Regions from separate parts of the Mus musculus genome. Here region 2 is linked to region 1. The links are chromatin contacts, called in public Hi-C maps. All regions are on one chromosome and are shown on one strand. Each heading gives the region's core, a stretch centred on a gene start, on an enhancer-like site or on the middle of the called end of the contact. The rest is flanking DNA. Distances are from core to core; before and after follow the strand shown. Region 1 overlaps Samm50 (SAMM50 sorting and assembly machinery component). Region 2 holds the start of Parvg (parvin, gamma).

Evidence for each region. A called contact is a pair of places that touch in the nucleus more often than the background predicts.
Region 2: a contact with region 1 is called in a Hi-C map of LSK cells, with 3 times the contacts expected there. The contact joins the promoter of Parvg here to the enhancer-like site in region 1. A contact is called at or near these places in 1 of 39 promoter capture datasets (macrophages), 4 of 484 Hi-C or Micro-C datasets (the HPC-7 cell line, LSK cells, the N1E-115 cell line and 1 more), 1 of 115 datasets of contacts at active chromatin or transcription factors (the HPC-7 cell line) and 3 of 9 other capture datasets (adipose tissue, liver and pancreatic islet).

Annotation. Positions count from the first base shown.
Region 1 is chr15:84,207,249-84,212,108 of GRCm38.p6, forward strand. Samm50 (SAMM50 sorting and assembly machinery component) reads left to right here. Exons shown (of 15, transcript NM_178614.5): 12 at 585-652; 13 at 3,236-3,382; 14 at 3,789-3,930. Among named protein-coding and RNA genes, the nearest start is that of Gm52212, 7.6 kb to the right of the region's middle. Within about 2 kb of position 2,798, at least 36 of the 459 cell types and tissues checked have an H3K27ac peak or open chromatin away from gene starts, as enhancers often do. A contact at or near this core is called in the HPC-7 cell line and LSK cells, where this site is marked.
Region 2 is chr15:84,321,824-84,326,683 of GRCm38.p6, forward strand. Parvg (parvin, gamma) reads left to right here and starts at 2,897. Exons shown (of 13, transcript NM_022321.4): 1 at 2,897-3,008. Gm22890 (a small nucleolar RNA gene) reads right to left here and starts at 1,529; the gene lies at 1,386-1,529.

The DNA of each region.
Region 1 (4,860 bases), core at 1,548-4,047:
AATCAATCTCTCCAGCCCCACTATGTTGCCTTTTGTTGTGAAACTTTATTATATTAAATTTTCCTCAGGCGGGCATGGTAGTGCAGGCCTCTAATCCCAGCACCTGGGAAGCAGAGCAAGGGCTGACAGAGAAACCCTGCCTCGAAAAATAAAGAAAAAAATTTTCCTCTTTTCTTTTTTTTCTTTTAGTTATCATGAGAGAATTTGGTTAGTACTTGTAGAATTGAAAATAAAGGCACGTTTAAGAAAGTAGGATGCTTAGTCCTCCTTGGTGATAAGCCTGCCTCACCCCGATCTGCTTCCTTTTGATCAGTTAGGAGTGTGTTTGTGTACAGAGAGTGAACTGTGTCTTATATGCTGTGTTGTGGTTTTTTGTTTTTGTTTTCTTGTTTTGTTTTTTCTTTTGAGACAGGGTTTCTCTGTGTAGCCCTGGCTGTCCTGGAACTCACTCTGCAGACCAGGCTGGCCTCGAACTCAGAAATCTGCCTGCCTCTGCCTCCCGAGTGCTGGGATTAAAGGCGTGCACCACCACTACGCATTATGGATCTTCACCTAATGACATGACACCTGTCTCTTTGCTGCAGGTTTTACCTGGGAGGCCCCACGAGTGTCCGAGGATTTAGCATGCACAGCATTGGACCCCAGAGTGAAGGTCAGTGAGCTTAGACTTGGAGGCATTCGGTACTTTCCTCCTCTGTAGGCTGTCATTTGTAGGGTCCGAGGTGATGGGAATAGCAGCTTGCAACAGTGCGAGCAGTAGCACTTCCATTCAGTGTGTGTAAGGATAGATCCATTTCCAGCAGCTCTGCCAGCTCCTGCACTTCGTGGGCAACCTTTGCTCAAAACCCAGCAATCCAAGTAGCCCTGTGCCCTCAGATGTATCCCTTTCTCTGAAGACTCTGCATTCTTTGCTCCAGAAATATCTGCAGGTTTGCTGGATAATTTGTCTCACCAGGTAGAAACAATGTAGCTCAGTGACTGTGAATAAGACTTTTTCTTGATATTTGTTTTGTTGCTTATTTTAAACAGACAGTAGCTCTATCTACGATTGCAATAATCCAAGTTCAGAAGTTATCCTGAAAACATCTACTTTTCTTTAGTACAATTCAAATTTTATTGTTGAGTAATATTTTCCTTCACTTTTTAGTATTTGCATTTTTTTGTCAAGATAATATAAAAGCTTCTTTTTTTTGTTGTTTTTTTTTTTTTTTTTTTTCAAGACACGGTTTCTCTGTGTAGCCCTGGCTGTCCTGGAACTCACTCTGTAGATCAGGCTGGCCTCGAACTCAGAAATCCACCTAATCCACCTGCCTCTGCCTCTCTGCCTCTCGAATGCTGGGATTAAAGGCATGCGCCACCACCGCCCGGCTCTTTTTTTTTTTTACTTACTCACTTCACATCCTGCTTGCTGCCCCCCCCCCCCAGTCACCTCCTCTTACAATCCTTCCCCTATCTCCCCTCCCCATCTCCTCTGAGTGGATGAGTGCCCCACCGGATCTCTCCCACCCTGGCACTTTAAGTCTCTTCGAGGCTAGGCAAATTCTCTCTCACTGAGGCCAGACAAGACAACCCAGCTAGAAGAACATATCTCACAGACAGGCAACAGCTCTTGGGATAGCCCTTCCTCCAGTTGTTCGGGACCCACATGAAGACCAAGCTGCACATCTGCTACATGTGTGTGGGGAGGCCTAGGTCCTGCCCTTGTATGCTCTGTGGTTGGTGGTTTAGTTTCTGAGAGCCCCATGGGTCCGGGTTAGTCGACTGTTGTTCTCCCGTGGAGTTCTCTTCTGGGCCAGGAACATTTGCTTTTACATGCATGCACTTTGATTTCAAATCAGGCATGCCTAGTAAGACTTCAGCACTCAAAGAGTTAAAAAAACAAACATGAAAAGCAGCAGCTGCAGCTTTGCTACTCAGTTGCACTCGGTAGGAAGTGTTAATGGTAGAAATAGATTAAACTTGGTCTTGTTTTGTTTTAGATGCAAAATGACAAGTGAGGGGCTGGAGAGACAGCTCAGCGGTTAAGAGCACTGACTGTTCCAGATGACCCGGGTGTCTAGCACCCACCTGGCAGCTCACAACCATCAGTAGCTCCAGTTCTGGGGTCTGATTGCCTTTCTCTGGTCTCTGCAGGCAGGCACTGCACTCATGTGGTGCACAGAGACATACATGCTGACAAGTATATGTTTGGTTTTGGTTTTATTTTTGTTTTATATTTTAGCTCTGGCTGTCCTGGAGCTCAGTATGTAGACCAGGCTGGCCTCAAACTCATAGTTAGCCTTCCTCTGCTTCCCGAGTGCTGGGATGAAAGGTGTAGGCCTCCATGGCCTGGCTGTCATATACATTTTTTTTTTTTTTTGGCCTTAAGCCTAGCTTTAGCAGGATTCATCTCTCCAGCTCTCATACACATTTCCAAAGTGACACGTGACAACTATGTGCATTTGGAATACATTGGTAGATTGATGGCAGCTCAGCTGGCTTCCCCTGGGTTCCACAAGGCCTCACAGCCCTCTAGTACTGCCCACATTCACACATGCTATGCTGTTTAACAGTCTCCCAGAAACCCTTGCTTCTCTATTTTCTTACATCCCTTCCCCACTGGCGACCAACATAGGATTAAGAGAACTGAAGCTTTCCTGCCATGTCAGCAGGAGCCCCAGGGGCAAGGAACATGGGGCAGCTCAGAAGAGCACCAAAGTAGCAACAGAAAGGGCGGAGGAGCAAGGCCGAGGCACCTGATGAGGAGCACTACCGAGGCTCTGGCTTCAGGGCCTGCAGAGGCCAGATACTTCCTTCCTGAGTTTGAGTAGCTGCAGGCTGCAGGGCTCAGATAAGAAAGTCACCCCAGCACTTTTCCTCTCCTGGGTCACTCGAGCCAGTGACTGACTCCAAAGGAACTTTTCTCCAGGCCTGGTCTTCACCATTGAAACCAGGGGTTTGGGGGAAAGCCTGGGCTCCGGCAGCCCCAGCAGGCTAGGCTCAGACACCATCTCCATGGTGGTCACGGAGGCTCAGTGTGGCCACTGGAGGAGGAGGAGCAGGTCGCTCCTTCCCTCCTGGCCCTGCAGACAGTGCAGGCAGCAGCCTCATTCCTTTGGGGTACCCCGGCTCCTCAGCTGCATCATGGAAGGATCCTGTAAAGGAGAGAGGCTGGCCTTGCCCTCGCAGTTTGTGGAGCAGAACTGGAAGCAGGAGCCTTAAGGGCTGAGTCAGCAGGTTCTGTTCCCTTCCTTAGGAGATTACCTGGGCGGCGAGGCCTACTGGGCTGGGGGCCTGCACCTCTACACCCCACTGCCCTTCCGGCCAGGCCAGGGTGGCTTCGGAGAGCTTTTCAGAACTCACTTTTTCCTCAATGCGGGCAACCTGTGCAACCTCAACTATGGTGAGTCAGCCCCGGCCACGCATCCTTCCGATTCAGAACGGTGCCATCCCTTACAATGCCGTTATGTAAAGGGGAGGCTGCGGCTTACTCTAGAAACAAGCTTCAAGTGCTTCCGGGGCCCAGAGCTCAGCACAGCTCTGTCCAGAGGATGCTCACAGGGCACTGAGCAGTTGGGAGCCCTGGGCCCTCTCTGAGGTGTGGCATGGGCCCCGCTGCTCTGCTAGAAGAGCCTTTCTAGGCCAAGGGGCAGGGTAGCCAGGCCCAGAGAGTCGAAACCTTCAGCTGGCTGTGGAAGAGTCGGGTGCCCATGATGCCAGCCCCATACCTGTCTCCACCAGCTAGATCCAGCTGTAAGGGGCCCTGTCAGGGAGGGCCACACCTCTGCTCACCACCTTCACTGTTTCAGGTGAGGGCCCCAAAGCCCATATCCGGAAGCTAGCTGAGTGCATCCGCTGGTCCTATGGAGCAGGCGTCGTCCTCCGACTTGGCAACATCGCTCGGCTGGAGCTGAACTACTGCATTCCTATGGGCGTGCAGGGGGGCGACAGGTGTGTGGGCCACTGTCAGCTCTGCAGCTCATCGGAGCTTCTGTTGCAAGTGGTTCCGAGATGGCCACTTCAGTATAGGTCTGAACTTAAAGAGAGAATGGAGTCAACTAAAGAATGAGAGCATGCGGTCCGCTGCTGAGCTGCTCTTAGTTGGAGGGGGAAGGGAAGACCCACCCCTTCCCTGGAGCACTGCTGCTCTGCCTCAGGGGCTAGCCAGGGGAAGTGTTGACCCTGCTTGCTGGATGTGTAAAGCAGGAGAGAGCTTCCCTGTGCCAACCCTGGCCTGGGGCTGCCCACAGCTTTGCTCTGGGCTGGAGGACTCCACCCATGGACATGGAGCCATGTCTGTGTTCCTTGGGTGGGTTAGACCAAGGGCCATTCAGGGTTATAGAGAGAGCCTTACATTACCTTGTAGGCATTGTCTGGAGGCCCAGAGGGATTGTTATGAGCAGGGAGCTTTAGTAACAAAGCTCGGAAAGTCAGAGGTCCAGACATGATGGTGGGAGGCAGTTGCTAGGACACTGTACCTGGCTTCCATGGGACGGGCCACCTGCTGACAGGCAGGCAGCCTCACGGGGAGCCAATGCAAGCACCTGGCCTCTCATGGGCCCCTCTCTTGTGCCTTTATCCCAGACAGATCAATTCCCACGGGCCACAAGGCCAGATGCCACCTTGCCTTGTGGTAGGGCCTGGAATAGGTTACATAGCTACTCTGGCTCTGTTTTCCTGTGCAGAGACTAGAAGGCTTTGACAGACAGCTCTGAGCTTTCAGGGGAAATGTTGCATGTCCGAGCGGCCCTCCCGCTCTGCTTTTGTGTGGTCTGACTATGGTGTCTGTCACTCCCATACTGCTGTGTTGTACTGGCCCACTGTTCTTGTCTCTCAGTGTCTTCTGTCCACCACGCCTGCTGCCTACAGTCTGACCTGCCA
Region 2 (4,860 bases), core at 1,647-4,146, 110 kb after region 1:
ACCATGGGTGGTCATTTTCCTAGCTCAGCCTTTCTCCAGCGATTGCCATTGGTCGCTTGCTTTCTGGGCTTCAGAGTCATCCCCCCCTCCCATCCCCCACCCCCCTCACCTCCCTACCCCCGCCCCCCAACTGCCAAACTGGATAGTGTCATCCCTTCTGGTGAGCCCATCTGTGCTGTGTTTCCTTCATGAAACCATGGCACACACTCCAGTTTCCATGCTAGAATGTGCTGACTGCAGGGTCAGCGGGCTCAGAAACCACCCAGGACATCAGACCTGAGTTCTGGACAGAGCTACTGTGCCGCCCAGCATCACACATCCCTAACCATGGCTGCCTTCTCACTTCCTAGGAGGGTCTGGACCAACTTTTATGTTCTCACACCTTTGGGGGCTGGCTCACCCACATCTTTGCCATCAGGGCCAGCTCTCATCAGTGTTACCCAGGTGAGGTGCAGAGCTAGTTCTCCCAACTGCAGCAGGTGCCAAGGGGCAAGGGAAGGAGGACATCACCCCTGCACCCACACCACTGTTGTGTTTTATAAAAGAGAAAAAGAAGCCAGGGTTATGTTTGGTGTGGGGGATGGAGGTGCCTCTGTGGGCCCATGCTGAGGCATCCTTTCCCCCTGACGTACCAGCCACATGATGGTATCGTATAGAATAGAGTTTATTCAGGGTATGGGGAGTGGAGTTGAGGGGTTAGTAGAGACAAAGAAAGGGAGAGAGAGAGAGAGAGGGAGGGAGAGAGAGAGAGAGAGAGAGAGAGAGAGAGAGAGAGAGAGAGAGAGAGAGACTGGCCATGAGCACATGGGGGAGAGGGGGAAGGGAATGGAATGGGGACAGAGGGGAAAGACGGTAAGAGAAGAGAGGGAGGAAGGAGGGTTTACCTTTTATAGTGACTCAGGCACACCTAGCTGATGCCAGGTAACTGTGGGGCAGAGCCTAGAAGGAATGCCAACCACCACTTCAAGGCAGATGAATGGCAGGGCCAGCTCTCCGGAGCTCTCACTCTCAGGGCTGGCCCACCTGTGCCCCCTCCATTGTGTTGGCTCCCGCTGAAGACTGGCCATGTGGATGGCCAGCCCCTGGGTGACATCGTCCATCCATACTTCGTGGCATGGTAGCAAGATGGTCTCTACAGTCTGCTTGTGCCATGTGCCCTGGAGCTGGTCTGTGGGCAGCATGGTTCTGCAGGTCTCTGTCTTCTCCCTCACACACTGGGCTCCACGGTGGTAGGCAGGCTCTGGGTGTCTATGGCCCACCCATGCTGTGGGGCAGAAGTCATGTCGGGGTGGAATGGTGGAATGCAGGTCTCTGTCTTCCTTCTCCCATGCTGTGCTGCCTGGATTTGGTTTGATTTGATTCGATTTGATTTGATTTGATTTGATTTATATGTCCTAGGCATAAAACAGCTGTGGTCACCAAGCCAGGTATCAAGCTAGGGTGCACTAAGGACTGCCATCTGCTCTGCCCCTGACTGATATAAGAACAGCACCAACAACAAGGTGTCTCTTTGCCCAATGCCAGGGGGATTTTCTTTTTCTTTTTTAAAGAGAGTGTCTCATGTACTCTTGAAGTCTAGGCCGGCCTTGAACTTCTGATCCTCCTGCCTCCAGCTTCTGAGAGCTGGATCACACATGTCCTCTCCCATGCCTAGTTTATGAGGTGCCGGGGATTGAACTCGGGGCTTCCTGCATGCTAGACAGACACTCTATCAATTGAGCTCTATTTCCAGCCTCCATCAGGCATTTTGTCATAGGACCAACACAGTCCTTTAAGCAATAACAGCCATCAAAATATGCTCATTGATCCCATTTTGTGCCTGGTGCTATTGTAGGCACTGACTTTTAGTAGTGAGTGGGAAAGATGGGTTCCAACCTGTAGAGCTCCTGGTTTGATGGTGAGACAGCTATCAGGCACCAGCCCATGTCATCAGCTGATCTAGCATGGCTGCACACCGGGTGTGATGGCGCACGCCTTTAATCCCAGCACTCGGGAGGCAGAGGCAGGCAGATTTCTGAGTTCGAGGCTAGCCTGGTCTACAAAGTGAGTTCCAGGACAGCCAGGGCTACACAGAGAAACCCTGTCTCGAAGAAAAGGAAAAAAAAGGATAGTTTTAGCATGGCTGCAAGCCCAAGACCATTGTAAAAGAAAAGGATGTTGTGGAAGACTTCCTATAGGAGGAGGTACCAAAGCTCATGCCAAGAAGGAGTTGTGAGCCATGTGAAGAGTTGAGCAGAGCTTACAAGACATGGGGACAGGCATTGTGACATCAAAGTAAAAGCCTGAGGCACTGGCAGAGAACAGGCAGGTGTTGTGCGGTTTATAGGGAGAGGATGGGAGGGCTGGGGAAGCTGGGGAAAGTAGCTTGTGGGTGCAGAGACTCGGGCTGAGACCTGGAGACTGGCTTTATTTAGGAGCCTTTGGCTGGGTGTAGTGGCTCCTGCCTGTAACTCAGATATGTAAGAGATGGAGGCAGGAGAATCAGGAGTTGAAGGACCACCTCAGCTTGGTGACTTTGAGGTCAGTCTGAGCTACATGAGACTGTCTTGAAGTTAGTCCATCAGCAAGTGAGAAAGCAAGCAAGCTTGGTTGGAGCAAGCAAGCTTGGTTGGAGGGCCGCTCAGAGGGAGGCAGAGGTGCAGGCTGGGCACCATGAGAAAAAGGCAGTGGAGAACACAGTTTGCTGTTGGGGTCCTATCCTTGCTGTTATGTTTCAGACAGTGATTGTCTGGATTGATGGAGAGGCGGGGGCAGGGAGGGAAGTATGAGAGACCCCGTGATGCCATGGAGTCTTGGAAGACTAGGGGCAGGGGTTCTGGCAGTCTTTCAGTGGATTTAGGGTACCTCGCTCATCAGCAACTTAGAGGAGGAAGCTGTCTGCAGCCACCGGGGTGGCAGAGGAAGTGAACAGAAGCCCTGCCTTCCACCTCCGGAACCTGTCTGCGTTGGGAACCTGGTCACCCTCTAAGCTAGTGGGCTCCATTTCCTGATTTGAAAAGAAGCAGCGGGTGAGTGCATCTAATCTTTGGCCTGTGGGGTCCCTGAGCTATTAGAATCTTCTACCTGTTCACATGTCCGGGTAGTGGACCTCAGAGAGGAAGGTGGAGAGGTTCCTTGAATAGAAACCCAGAGGCACATCTCAGCTGGGAGCTCACAGTCAGGGGGATCTGCCAAAGGGGAGCCCCACATCCAGCCACGTTGCTGAGGCCATTGCATCATTTTACTGAGGATCTGTGAGACCCGTCCCCACAGGAAAGCTCTGACTACCTCCCCCACAGCCAGATGAGCAGTTTTCAGACCAGAGCCACTCAGAGCTTTACCGCATGAGAGAAAGCCGAGTTCCCCACCATGAAGAAACTGCTGTTTGGGGCAGGGAAGGAACCCACCTGGGACCGGTCACCAGAGGCAGTTTCAGGTCTATGTGTACTTGGCTGGACACAGGGTCTAGCTTCTCCCTGTAGAGTTGCATCAGAGTCAAAGAGAGAGCGTGCTGGCCTATAGTCACCCAGTCTGAGTAGGAGGAGCTGGCTGGGGCCCAGGCTCCCCACCCCAGCCCAACTCTCTTTTCTCTTGCTCAGTTTGTGGGGTTTGGAACTCATTCCCAGGGGGCTCTGGCCTTTTGCTCCTGGCTTCAGGGTAGGACTCAGTTTCCCAAGGTTCCCAGGCTGTAGCCAGTTTGAGGATGGTGGCTCTCAGCACCGCCCCCCCCCCCCCCCCAGTGCCTCTTCTTCAGCACAACTCTCAGGTTCCTTGTTGTGAATTTCCTTCCAGTTTGACCCCAGACCTCCAGTATCCCAGTGAGCCTGGGAATCCCAGGCTCGTGCAGAGGCTGAACGAGGGACATAAGGGAAGAGTCAAAGGTGGCCATGCGGCAAATGAAACTTCCAGAGGGGAAGTGTGGGCGGAAGAACCAGAAGTAGGTTAGGGAACCAGAAGGGGGCCATTAGCTTCTGAATCTGATCCTTGCTGGGTACGGGCAGGCCTGACAGTGCTCATCACGAAGCTGGCTGTGGGGGATGGGAAGGTGGGGTGGGATGGGACTGCTGGTCTCAGTCTCAGGCCTGACACTGCGCATTGCATTGTGAGGCTGGGGCGGGGGCGGGGAAGACACGACACACTGCTGGTCTCAGGCCCATCACGAGGACGAGGAGGGACTGCTGGTCTTTCACAAGGAGCACGAGCTCTGGGCTTCGTGAGCAAAAGCCCTGACAGACCACACCCCAAGTCTGGGGGTGCGGAGCCAATTGGCGAAAGACTCATTCAAAACTGGAGGCTGGATGGGCCAGCCTCCCTCTGTGAGGCAAGCTAACATGGATTGGGGAACACGTCTGGGTGGCTTTGGCCTTCAGCCTGGTCCACCCCATCTACATCTGGGAGAGTCTGGTCTGTTTTTTACCTGTCTTGGATTCAGGGACCCTGAAGGGATGGATGGACGGCCACTTCACCCCACTGGTGGGTGCTTACCCTCATACAGATTAACCCAGAGCTCCCTTCCCACACTTGTCTGATGCTCTGTGGAAACTGGGGTGCTGACCTGGATGTAGAGAGAGGGTTGAGGTTCCTGGCCAGGCTTCCATGTGCCTGGCTGGCAGGGAACTTGCTTGCTTCCCAAGCTTTTGCCCAGGCTGTGCCCTCAGCCTGTGCGTTTTTAACCTTCCTTGTCGTGAGAAAATATCTTGACAAAAGGAACTTAAGAAAGGGAGGTTTTCTTTAGCTTCCACTTTGAAAGCACAGCCCCTTCAGAGGGAGCAGGAGGCCACTGGCCAAGCTGCATCGGAAAGAGGAGAGACAAATGAGGTTTCTCAGTTTGTTCTCTTCAGTTTCATTCAGCCCAAGATCAGCCCATGGGACAGCACTTTC